2 separate regions of the Mus musculus genome follow, and region 1 is linked to region 2. The links are chromatin contacts, called in public HiChIP or PLAC-seq maps. All regions are on one chromosome and are shown on one strand. The core of a region is the stretch at or near the end of the contact, and the rest is flanking DNA. Distances in the headings are between cores, read along the strand shown. Region 1 has its middle 110 kb from the start of Cdh11. Region 2 holds the start of Cdh11 (cadherin 11).

Region 1 (6,804 bases), core at 1,328-3,827, 120 kb before region 2:
GCTTCTGTTTCTGTGGATAACTCATCACCAAGATTTTATGTGTAAAGACACTGGCTTGTCCTTATCTTCAGCAACTATTATAACCATGAGTCACAACAGTCTCTAAAATTTACTTATTGAATTGGGTGTAAGGTAATATTCAGGGCTTTTATTAACTATAATTTACCTCCATCTTTTTTTCAGTTCTAGTTATACCATATTGGCAAAGGATGACCTGCATTATTCTAAACAAATCTGTTGGAGGATTAACAACTCACTCTGATAACCTTTATATTTGTTTTCCTGAGATTATAAAGTACAGACATTTTAATAATAACAAGAAAAGCTTTAAGAGAGCTCATGCTATTATTGTATTTCAAAAAAAAAAAAACACCCAGGTTATCTTTGAGAATTCCTATTTTTAGTATTGTTTATGGATTCCTTTCCCATCTCCTTCACCTGTTTTCAATCAAATGGTCAGTCCTTGTTCTCAAGTTTTCCTGGTCTTTAAAATAGGAATAATCTATTACTTCTTTTAAGTTCCCCAATTTCTTTGTGTATTAATCAACATAGACTATAAACTTCTTTAAATTTCAAGAAATGAATATGGAATCTAAATTACACTATATACATTTTATACATTACATTATATACATTATGTAAAATTTGGTAAATTACAAATTTACAACTTAAAATTGCAAATTACAATTAGATAATATGATAGGGCACTAAAGGAAGTAAGGCTTGAAGAGAACACCAGAGTTTGAGTTGTAGCTCTGTTTGTTGAGTGCCAGTCAGTCTCCAGCACTTCATAAGCCAAGTGTTCTGGGCAGCCTTACAATCGCAGCCCAAGGAAGTGGACACTAGAAGATTAGAAAATCAAGGACATCTTTATCTATGTGGTGAGTTAGAGATTATCTTGTGCTATAGGAAACTTTAGAGGAGGAAAGGAATGTAGAGAAGCAAGGAATGTGTGCGTGCGTGCGTGTGTGTGTGTGTGTGTGTGTGTGTGTGTGTGTGTAAGAGAAAGGGCAGAGGCAGAGGCAGAGGAGGCAGAGGGAGAGGCAGAGGGAGAGGGAGAGGAGGGAGAGGGGGAGAGGGAGAGGAGGGAGAGGGAGAGGGAGAGGGAGAGGGAGAGGGAGAGGGAGAGGGAGAGGGAGAGGGAGAGGGAGAGAGGGAGAGATTCTAACCTTGCATTTATAATCACATTTTCACTTCTCTGGAAATCTAAGAACACATTTTATTTAAGATATGTCAAAGATGAAATTTCTGTTTTTACTTCTGTTTAAGCAGAAGAGATGGAGATATAAGGAAAATCATAGTTCCTTCAATGCATTGGCTCCATGTTATAGAAAAGACAAAAACAAAGAAAAGAAACCTTACTGTACTTAAAATAGTGTGATGCTTAGAGAAGGGACAAGGACTTAGAAAAATGGAGAGAGTAAACCAAGGCCTGGTGAGGGCAGGCATAGCATAGAGCTGAGAGTTCAAGAGAAAAATAAATGCCTTGGGCGGGAGAACATTAGGTGTGTATCCCTGTAAAGCATACAGAAAGGACAGAATGGGAAGCCTCCCCCACCCCCATCCCTGTAGTAACAAAATTCAGCTTTGTTGGGAATATGTTTGTGTTAGCCAGCCTTCAGACATATAGCCATCTGAGACAGATCAACGTATGGAGACATTTGAGATCACACTTGTAGGAGTTGAGTTTATTAGATGTGTGGCTTTGGTCCTGTGACGAAGCAACCTATCACATCCTACTTTACTTCCCCAAAGCCCCGCAATTCCAGACTTCAACACCTCTCTGAAAACCTCACACAGACCTCAGGAGGACAGTCATCTCGACCTCAGTAACATCAGAAAATCTGAAGCGGTTTCAGCGTATGTTTTCATTAAAGAAAATCAATGGGAACGGTGTGTTGGAGGGAGCAAGATTATAGCAAGCAATCCAATTAACCTGTGTTGGGATAATGTTCCTATTTAGTGAATGAGAACAAAGAAACAGGTGATTCTGATGGTAATCAGGTCTGGTTTTCCAAAAACCACATCTGTCTCTTCTTTGACACAGTCTGAGAGCTCTCAGGTGTGGCGCTTGCCTTGTCTGAGCTTCTAAGCTTCATCATGTCTGAAGTGTGGAATTCTGGCAAGGCAATCTCTAAGGCCTCCTTCCGGGTGGGAGGAGCTACGATCCGAACACCATTTTATTCCGCTCAAGTAATAATAAAGGTGTTAGAGGATGCAAATCGATGTTCAGTAATTTCACAATTAAGAAAAATATAGGAATATTGTACTCTGATGTCTACTCATTTCTAGCAATTAGAAAGTAATTATGCTGCAAGTTTTTAAAAAGTCTCTCCAAAGTTGATGTCTCAGCAAAAATTATTAATTGAAACTAAAAATAAACATATAACCCTCTTTGTGATCACTTTCCCTTTTGCCCTGATGTCATATCCCGAGTGAGCCCCTCCCTCACTTCAGCAAGTAGAAAACTATGCAGTGGCCCCTGTGTTATTGATTCTTTATTAGACGCATGAGTCTTGTTCCAACCACAGACTCTGCGGGTGACTGAAGGCTCCCGCTGCCCTTTGGGTAATTAAGCCTAGGATTATGGTTGCTGGAATTGCTTACTCCTGCCCTGCATCTCTTGGAAAGCCACAGCAGCTGACCTAGCTCTGCGGTTACTCTGTTTCCTTAAATGCTACAGGATCATTTACCAATGGCTCATAATACATTGCTAAGAATTTCAGAAATCCAGGGCTCTGGACAGCTTCAGGTTTGCTGAGTCTGATACATCTGCAGCTCTTACTAGCTGATCTAGTATAACCATTTAATTTCAGCCCATCCATCTGAAAACGAGGAACACAAATGATAACACCCGGACCATTTTGTGAATGGAGAGTTAGTTATTTTTCTCTTTAATTCTGCAAAGCATTCTTGCTCTAAAATTTTCCCAGTTTGCCTTGTTTAACTTTCTCTTTCTACTCAAAGAAAAAAAAAATCAGCCCCTTGGTACACTATTTGAAGGTTTTTCTTTAATATATATACACTGCATTCCTATCCCAACAAAGGCAATTAGATACATGTGTTCACATTTGTTTTATGTAATAAATTTTTCTAAATAAAGTATCTGGGTTCATAGTTAAGCATTTGATACATGGGTATGTATTAATAGGTAGATTAATAGTAGCTTTGAAATTAGCTATTTGCATCCAGAGAATATTATATTATTGTTACCCATTGACCCTGACATTCTCCTAAAACTCCATGGAATCTGGTATTTTCTATTATTATTAAAAATTGCCTTATTGACACTTATTTTTCTACCATAGATAGCTTACAATTTTGGGCAGCATTTATAAGAAATGACAAACACAAATATTATCTATCTGCTGGACATAGCATGATTGTTGCTTCTGTGCTAGACACTGCCATATGCTGAAAGAACAAGGAAAAGGAAGTCTAAGCCCCAGACTTAGAAATACACACACACACACACACACACACACACACACACACACGATAGTGATAGGCCCTAATGAATGTACCTCTTGTCTAGTTAAATCACAGGTGATCGTCACACAGGTGAATGGCTAGTTCCTCTCTTCTTTTCCCCACCTTCAACTCAGGATACCCACAGATATCCTGCTACATTATCCATAACCTTAGTACCCACGAATTGAAAAGTAAGAAAGATCAGGGGCCTGAGGATCATCTAGGGAACTTCTTAAATAGGAAAAAAAAAAAATCCTGCTGCAAGGATTCTCACTCAACAGGTGCTATAAATTATGCCTGTAGTTTATGCTAAACACTCTGGGTTAGAGGTTTTTGTTCTTTTTTTTTTTTTTTTTTTTTTTTTTTTTTTTTTTTTTTTTTTCTGTAGCAGTATTAGGAATGGGCAGATTTGAAAGATAGTACCTAAAGAAGGTTAAGACACAGAGGAGATGACCTTGAAATAACAGCAGCATCTCTGCCCTTCCTTTCCTGTTCTTCACGAAGTGAGCAGCTTTGCTTCATTATAAACTCTGTGTCATGAGGTATGACCTCAACAAAGACCCAAAAGTCATGGGCTCAGTCAGTATGGACTGGTCTATGAAACCATGAAGCTGAACCAACCTTATTCCTACCTTGTGTATCTGTTACGTGATAGAAAGATGATTAACATAGGTCTGAGACTGCATTTTAACTACCTTTTCAGGTACCTGTGTTTCCTGGCAGATACTTCTCAGGAACCCTAGGATGTCTGCATCCCTGGTAGAGCCATTGCTGCTTCTTAAGACTGTGTTTCAAATGGCATACACCCTGCAAATCAATACTTCTCCATGTGGAGCCTGTAATCTGTCTGGAACATTCTGACCTAGGCATGCTAGGAAGTTATCAACATTTTTGTTTTGTTTTGTTTTGTTTTTTTCATCCTTAAAATGTACAAAGATTCAGATTTCAACAAAAACTTGCCATTTCCCAGAAATACATTTCTCTGAAAAGAGAACCGAGTGGCCTCATGAAGCCTATCTTTGTGGCTAGCATCTAAAAGAAAACTATTCTACATAACAAAAGGGTACTCTTGTTGCATTTGTCTTAATTTAATTAATGTTATAATTTCAAAATGCACATATTTAAATACCAAATCTATCATAAATTATGTATGAAACCTCAGGCTTGCCACCATACAAAACTGCTTAGGCCCATCCATTCATTTCTTAAATATTTACTATGTTCTCATTATGTGAGAGTATTATCATATATTCTAGAACTGGACACTTAAAGTAGCCAAGGAGCTAAAGGGATCTGCAACCCTATAGGCGGAACAACATTATGAACTAACCAGTACCCCGGAGCTCTTGACTCTAGCTGCATATGTATCAAAAGATGGCCTAGTCGGCCATCACTGGAAAGAGAGGCCCATTGGACACGCAAACTTTATATGCCCCAGTACAGGGGAACGCCAGGGCCAAAAAGGGGGGGTGGGTGGGTAGGGGATTGGGGGTGGGTGGGTATGGGGGACTTTTGGTATAGCATTGGAAATATAAATGAGCTAAATACCTAATAAAAAATGGAAAAAAAATCAAAAACAAAACAAAACAAAACACAGCACAAAAACATGATTTCTGTCTTAGTTAAGGTTACTATTGCTGTGATGAAATACCATGACCAGAAGTACCTTGGGGAAGACGGGGCTCGTGTGACTCACAGTTTCATATGACAGTTTATTATCAAGAGGGGTGAGGGCAGGAATTCAGGCAGGGCAGGGACCTGGAGGTCAGAGATGATGTAGAGGCCATGGAGGCAGTCTGCTTACTGGCTTGTTCCTCATGGCTTGCTTAGCCTGCTTTCTTATAGAACCCAGAACTACCTGACTAGGGATTGCCCAACCCATAATAGGCACTAGATTTCAAAATGTCCTATTTTGATCTTATTTTCTCAATTATGGTTCCCTCATTTAGGTAACTACAGCCAGCACACATTCACTTTATTCTTGTAGAGGAGATAGATAATAAAGACACAAACAAATTAATAACATGTGTCCAGGAGATAAGGAAGAAGGAGGAGGAAGAGGAGGAGGAAGAGGAGGAGGAGGAGGAAGAGGAGAAGAAGAAGAAGGAGGAGGAGGAGGAGGAGGAGGAGGAGGAGGAGGAGGAGGAGGAGGAGAAGGAGAAGGAGAAGGAGAAGGAGAAGGAGAAGGAGAAGGAGAAGGAGAAGGAGAAGGAGAAGGAGAAGGAGAAGGAGAAGGAGAAGGAGAAGGAGAAGGAGAAGGAGAAGGAGAAGGAGAAGGAGAAGGAGAAGGAGAAGGAGAAGAAGAAGAAGAAGAAGAAGAAGAAGAAGAAGAAGAAGAAGAAGAAGAAGAAGAAGAAGAAGGAGAAGAAGAGAACTAGAATACAGCCAAGACAGGCAATGCCAGGTCAGCCTGAGGATCCAGGGTAACACTCCTTGGCAAAAATATGTTATTTTTTCCTCAATCGTAAAACACCCAGCATCTCTGCTCCTGTTGCAAATTTGTGGTCAACTTCTTCTTGGAGGCAAGATTAAGCAAGGCCTTCTTAGTTCTGAGGAGCAGTGAAGGCTAATTTGTCCCTGAAATAACCTATTAGGGAAAAACTCTATTGACAATATCATATGTATATATGTGGTGATGAATATATGCTTTAAATTTCAGGGGGTTCTGGAGAGATGACTCGTGATATAAGAGTAATGGCTGCTCTTCTAGAGAACCTAAATTCAGTCTCCAGCACAGCATGGTAGATCTTTCCTGCAATAACTCTAGATCCATGACTTCTGATGCTTTCTTATGGCCAACAGTAGCAGCAGACATGCATATGGTGCGCATAAATATATGCAGGTAAACATTTATACAGATAAAATATGTTTTACGTTATGGGATATACAGCCCACACATGTGCAATAGTCTGATGTTATACAACAGTCCATCTGCCAAATAGAAAACTCCTCATTATCCTCTCTAGGGAGTCAGCTTTTCTCCATATCTAGACACACGAGAAAGGACCTAAAAAGTATTCACAAGTCATTTTCCTTCAACCCTCTGCTTCCTTGTAGCATGTCTCTTTTCATTCTCTTTTGATTAAATATTTTGCTGCCAATTGTGTATGCTCCTTTAATATTTTGATTCAGTCACCAAGAATCTAGAAACACAGGTGTTCGTGTACAATGCATGTAACATAATTACTGGCTACTCTATATGATGAGAAAAGCAAGATCTTTTGGAGAAGCTGGTTTACAACACACAGTGTTGACTGCGGCAGGCCACAAGGAACCAAAATGGAGTTGGATGGCTATAGAAGTCGTATATAATTCACATACTTACACCATCTC
Region 2 (6,051 bases), core at 1,521-4,020:
AGGTTCCTCCGTGATGTGACAAGTGTCTTGATCCCTCTCCTTTCTCTTGCTGAATAATATTCCATTGAATGGATACATCACCTCTTACGTGCCCGCCTCATCTCTCCTTGGCTATTGTTTCCCATATACACTCCAATGGAACTAAAGCAGGTATGAACATTTCACGTGACTATTTTGGTGTGGCAGGTTTTTTGTTTTTCTTTTTCTGATTTTGAGAAGAACCTTGGTGTAGAATTGTGCAAAGACTGTTGATTCAAGTGTGCAGCGCCACTTGAAACCTACCAAGAGAAGTTCAGCTTCATTGTAAATATTCGATGATGTTATTGTTCATGAAGTGGATGGATAGTCTAAAGAACAAGTAATGTCACTTAGTGAACTCTGGACAGAAAGCAAACGCGATGCCCAGCTCAAGTCCCATCACAAGTAAACAGGCTCAGACTGGGCTACACCTCGAACTGGAGTCCATGAGCCTATCCTCCACGGTGCTCTCCTCACTGCAGGCTCCAGCAAGAGGTTACATGGATGTTAGCTGTAGGTTTTGCTCGTTCCCTTCATGCAGCGCGGTAAAGATTGGAAAATCCAGGAGCTGTCATAAATGCCAGGGTTAGTGGGACACTTTCCGTTCGTTCCTCCCTCCCTGTAACTTCACTTGTTATGTGGGAATGATTAGGTAGCAGCCCCTCTGTTCTTTTACAGTGGGGACTTCCGGTGGTGGTTTGGAACGTGCCCAAAGTTTTAGGGCTTAGATCCGACTTCAGATGAAAGGACAGAGCCAAAGAAATCAAGAAGAAAGAGAAAACCTAACCCAATGGTGGTAGAAGGGGCTTAGGTCCCTGCACCAAGATGAGCAGGTAGAAAGCTCAGCTAGCAGTCTCCAGACAAGTACCGGATTCCCCCCACCACCACCTCCCCCCCCCCCCTGCTTGCTAGTCTTCCCCCCACACCCCTCCGGCGCCCAGCAGCTGCTACCAGCGGCGGCGTGTGTTGTGGCGGTGGCGGTGGGAGGCCTGGAACTTTGGGCACGATCCGGAATGAGGGAAGAGGGAAGCTGGGAGATGAGTGAAGTGGGTAGCTGAAAGCTTAGCGCCCCCTTTCCCCAAAAGAGTGGGCAGTTTAAAGGCCACGTCCACACGGAGTGACAGGCGCTTCCTTTCCAACAGTATGGTTACTGTGGGTGGGGGGTAGGGGCGGCACCCAGTGTCACAGGGACCTGGAGATGCTGCGGAAAACGCAAGCACAGGGCAGATATTCCAGCGGTCTTGTCTGCGCCTTGGTTCCTGATCTCATTTCCAGGAGCCCGACGGGGACCGTTGATCTGTGAGAGTTCCGGGTCCCCAGGACTGGTGGCTAAGTGCTTTGGTGGTGGGATTCAGCCACCATTTGTTCTCCCTGGGTTCTCAAGTGCCCTTCCCATGCGCTTTGGGTCCTGGCGCTCTCTTCCATTGGTGGCCTCTTTTCTTTTTTTAACTTCTGATTCCTGTTAAACTCCCCCTTTAGGTCTTCCTGCTTCTGCTGCATAGTCCAGCTTTTGTCCCTTGTCATTTTATTGTTCTTTTCCTGAGGTCGCCACTCCCAAGCCACCGCGACTTTCCTCAAAAAATCCCTTTTTATCCTTCGCCCATTGGAAACTCTACTTCTGCTCTTTCTAACATCTTCCAGACTGGAAACTTGTCCTAATCCAAGGTCCCCACTGAAGCATGGATCCTTAGTTCCCAGTCACGGTGCGGGTCCCCACGCTGCTCTAGGTAGGAAGAGCGCCCCGCCCCGCCCAGTCCCTGGCGCTTTTTTTTTTTTTTTTTGAAGATCCAGTTCTTCTGCCCAGACACTGTAAAGTGGACAGGAATCAGGTTGGGGTATCCTTTGCTGGGTTCTCGTGAGAAAGATATAAACAGGGGGCTGAGTCAGGGTGCGGGTATTCTTCACGTAGGCCCATCCTCTGGTCGAATGGCATTCTCTTTGGGGCCTTGAGGGGCTCTGTGGTGTCCATTCTGGGAGGCAACAAGTGAAACTGCCGGATGGGGGTGTTGCTTGTAATTGGCTGGAACAGAAGCTAGAGACTCTGTCCTGGTGGGGCTGACCCTAAAGAAGGCTTTGCATGTAGGGTAGAACAACATTGAGGAAAAACTCTATTCTTCTCAAGTCCGAATGCCCCTGTCTAGTGTCTTCACCGATTTCCCCGCAAGCGGATTTCTCAAAGGATAGATACCGGGATGCTGAAGGTTCGTGGGAGAGGGCACTGGGCAGGAGTGGTCAACGTGGAGATATTTTCAGAGTGCTAACTGATAAAGCCTAGAATGCGCTCCCTAATTCCGGATTGCCTCCCCTACTTGGGCAATGCCTTCCATCCAATCCATCCTCCGGCGGGCCGGTTGAGGCCCTAGCTTGTCCAGCTGGAGCGGATTTCAGGAAAAGAGGAAAATGGGGGCTCTCAAGCCCTCTCCAGCTTCCCTCCGTCGTCCTTCCTGATTGGCTGTGTATCCCCGGAGCCCAACTTCAGTCGCTCCAGACTGTGTCTGAGCCCCCACAGGAGACGGAGCGCTGCGACCCAGGGCAGGAGGGGCGGCCAGGCCACCTATTCCTGGGTTTGGCATCTCTCGGGGCCCCAGGGGGGGAGGAGCGCCGACAGGGTAGGCATCCATCGCCTCCTCCAGGCCCAATTCTCGGCGTCTAGCAGCCTCGGTTCCTCTCCGCCCCCCTTTCCCTCCCAGCGTCGGCCTCCCTCCTCCTCCCCCCTCACCCGCCCGCCTGCCCGCCACCTCCCCCCGGTTTCTCATTCCTGCCACTAGCGCGCTCCGCGGCTCATTCCGCGGCCGCCGCCAGCTGAGGGGAGCGTCGCGGGCCGAGGAGCAGATGCCGCGGGGGCCGCTCGCAGCCGCCGCCGACTTGTGAATGGGACTCGGACCGGGGCCCGGGCTGACACCGCTGCGCTCGCCCCGTGCCAGGGACAGCCGGCCAGGAGGTCGTGTCCACCCGCAACGGCCCCAGGTGAGGCGCTCTGCTCGGCTCTAGACCCTATCTAGATGGGGCTTCTCGGAGTAGGCAGAAAGGGGAAAGAATTGCTTCTGAAAGAGACTGTTGCGGAAGGGGGAGGTTGCTGGCTGATGGAGATCAGTAAAGCAAAGCAGAAGGGCTTTTTTTTGGGGGGGGGGTGAGGTTAAAAATCAGAGAAAAGGGAGGCAGCCTGCTGTGGACGCAGGCAGAGCAGGGGTTTGAGGCGCCAGATGTGCGCTCCCCGGTTCTTTGATTGTTGCCCCCCCCCCGGGGTGAGGGGCTGTTGCACCAAGGCTTCAGCACAGGGGGATTGCTTTGGGTTGGGGCAAGGAACTGCAGAGCGGAGCTCTGGACACGCAGACTGCTCCCGTGATGTCTCTAGGGAAAGTCGACCCCTGTGCGGTGCCCGCCCGCGCTGCGCCTGTTCCCCAGACAAGATCGCTCTCTGCGGGGTTCCTAGAGGGGATCCTCCCGCGCCTTCCTAAAGAGCTCCCCTAGACCCGGTGCCTGTGTAGAGAGTGCGGTCGAAGCCCAGAAGATAGCCGGCGGCCGGGAGGGAGCGGCGATTGGATTGGCCGCACTTTGATAGTGTGGGTCGGGGGCTGTGGACTGCGGCTCAGAGGCTGGGGGTTGCGGTGTGAGCTAGCCCCTCCAGCCCCCGCCTTTTCGGGGACTTCAGTCACCTATCCTAACCTCCCAGTGATGCAGGGAATGCTCTGTGAGCGGCTCAGACTCAGACTAGACTCGGGCTTGGACTGGAGGAAGCTTTCTAGGGTCAATGTTAACTTTGAGAATCAAACCTTCCCGGAAAGCCTGCGCCTCCTCTCGGAGCGCTCCAAGCCTCCACTGTTTCCTCACAATCGGCCTCCCTCCCTGTGCTTGGCCTCCCAGCCGGGATGTGCTGAGAGCAAGGAGCAGCGGGAAGCTGGAGGCTGCGGGAGCATCCAATTCCCCTCGCAACCCAGCCTAGCCTTGGCAGGGTCTTTTCGCTCCTGGTCCCCGGAGAAAGTGGGACCCAGGAGGCTTCCTATTCTCTCTCTTGCCAAGGCCCGGATTTCACCCGGGCTCCGCACTCCTGCCTTCAGCGGGTGAAAGGTTCGCTAGATGTTCGAAGAAGCCCTGTTGCTTTTTGTTAATAATGCAGCAGGAATTTCACGGGCTATCGCACTGCTATGAAGAAATTGCATCTTCTAATTATTTAACGGTGCCGTTTCTGCATGACGGAGGGTCGTCCCTGAGGGCTGGGAGTGGGTTTGTTAATGAAAGCCTGGCACTGCAGGAGGGTAGAGATTTGTCTAAAAGTCTCCCCTTCATTTTTTTTTTTTCTTCAAGAAATCTTTAACGATGGCTCCCGAATCCTTTCCTATTTTCTCCTGATCGGTCTTATCTGTGGACTAGGAAGCAGTAAGTTTTGGGTTTAATCACAGAAAGCAGTGATAATTAATCTGGCGAGAGGATAGATCAATTTCCTTATCTCTAGGGCTCGTAGCAGACGTCCAGGGGTTTGCGGGGTGTCTGGAATTTCTGGGGACCGGTCTACAGATGTGTTCTCAGGACCGAGGATCCCTCTCATCAGCATATTAACGAGGCTGAACTGAGTGCGAGCGCCTTTAAGGGTAGCAGAGAAAAAAGAGAAGGGACTGGCCTTCATTTCAATAATGTTGGAATTGTTTTCTCTCATAAGCAAGGAGACAGAGCCCCAGAACCTAGAAAGGGATGCTCAACCCCAGCTGCAGGCAGCTTGGTCTTCTATCAGAACAAAGGAATAAAAGTTACAAAACAAAGGGACATAGCTGTGGCCAGTACTAGAGGGACCCTGAAGCCACAGGCACATTAAGTTCCTTAAACAATCTCTGACTCTTAAGTTTTAGGGTTGGCCAGTTAGGCCCTCGTATTCGAACCCTCTGTGCAAAACATCTATCCTGCCTAGTACAAAGGAATGTGATCAGCACTCAGAAGAGACCAGACAGAGGCATCTAAAGGCCAGGAAACTTTGCTGGGTGGAACTGGGGTTTGCATCTTGCCTTCTGAGACAAGGCATTGCACCCCAACAAACATATTGAAGTCCTTGGAGTCTATACTTGTATCTTTAGTAGCAAGCAATGGTTACTGACACTCTTATAATTATTAGTTCTATATGTCCTGATTGGGATGTCATATGGAGAGAGAGAGAGAGAGAGAGAGAGAGAGAGAGAGAGAGAATGAGAGAGAATCTTCATCTCTGGAGTGTGTGTGTGTGTGTGTGTGTGTGTGTAAACAATTAGGATAATGGAAATGAGATGATCTAGTCTTGGAAATTTGTTTAACGTGGATTTATTGCATACTAGGAAAAAAACAAAAGCAAAAAGAAAAAAGAAAGAAAAGGAAAGAAAGAAAGAAAGCCTTTAAAAATAGTTTTTGTGGAAACACTGGGCCATCTTGATAACACTCCAGAATTTACATTATGTTCGGAACGCTTATCAGTGCACCACAGCAAATTACTAGAAACTTAAATTCTATTTTCAATTAAGATGCAATCTTTTGTTAATTTAAATAAAAGTAAAAGCTACAGCTCTCTCTCTCTCTCTCTCTCTCTCTCTCTCTCTCTCTCTCTCTCTCTCTCTCTCTCTCCTCTCTCTGGCACAGAACTCATATTTCCACATTTTCTGTGGTGGCTTCAGAATGTTTATTTGTGGGAGAAGGGTGCAGAGTTGGAGAGCTATGTCATCATTTGGGGGAATGTGGATCAATTTCATGCCCCTTTAATGCACATGTCTTCATAATTCATGGTTTTTCTTTCACTTTGAATAGAATTACATGGCTGCTTTGTCAGGATTCAGGTTTGGAGACCCTCATATGGAAGGGAATCACCACGACATTGACTTCATGGTTTGATTTACAGTCACAAAACCTACACTCCCACAAGCTCTGAGTGTCTGGAAACCTTTCCTATAAGTGCCAATAACCTAGGAATCAGACAATCTACATAGACTTTGATCTACAATATGTAAATCTATGTTTCCGAACCACCTAAACAAGGGCTACACATCTGATTTTAGTCTTCAACCCCAATGCTTTTAT

The links. HiChIP or PLAC-seq counts read pairs in DNA pulled down with a chosen protein or histone mark.
Region 1: an H3K4me3 HiChIP or PLAC-seq map of embryonic limb bud shows a contact between it and region 2, with 2.0 times the contacts expected there. The contact joins the enhancer-like site here to the promoter of Cdh11 in region 2. A contact is called at or near these places in 1 of 39 promoter capture datasets (the 3T3-L1 cell line), 6 of 484 Hi-C or Micro-C datasets (MC3T3-E1-derived osteoblasts, cranial neural crest, embryonic fibroblasts and 3 more), 1 of 115 datasets of contacts at active chromatin or transcription factors (embryonic limb bud) and 1 of 9 other capture datasets (liver).

Annotation. Positions count from the first base shown.
Region 1 is chr8:102,896,659-102,903,462 of GRCm38.p6, reverse strand. No RefSeq gene overlaps it. Among named protein-coding and RNA genes, the nearest start is that of Cdh11, 110 kb to the right of the region's middle. Within about 2 kb of position 2,577, at least 10 of the 459 cell types and tissues checked have an H3K27ac peak or open chromatin away from gene starts, as enhancers often do. A contact at or near this core is called in embryonic limb bud, where this site is marked.
Region 2 is chr8:102,781,830-102,787,880 of GRCm38.p6, reverse strand. Cdh11 (cadherin 11) reads left to right here and starts at 2,770. Exons shown (of 13, transcript NM_009866.5): 1 at 2,770-2,985.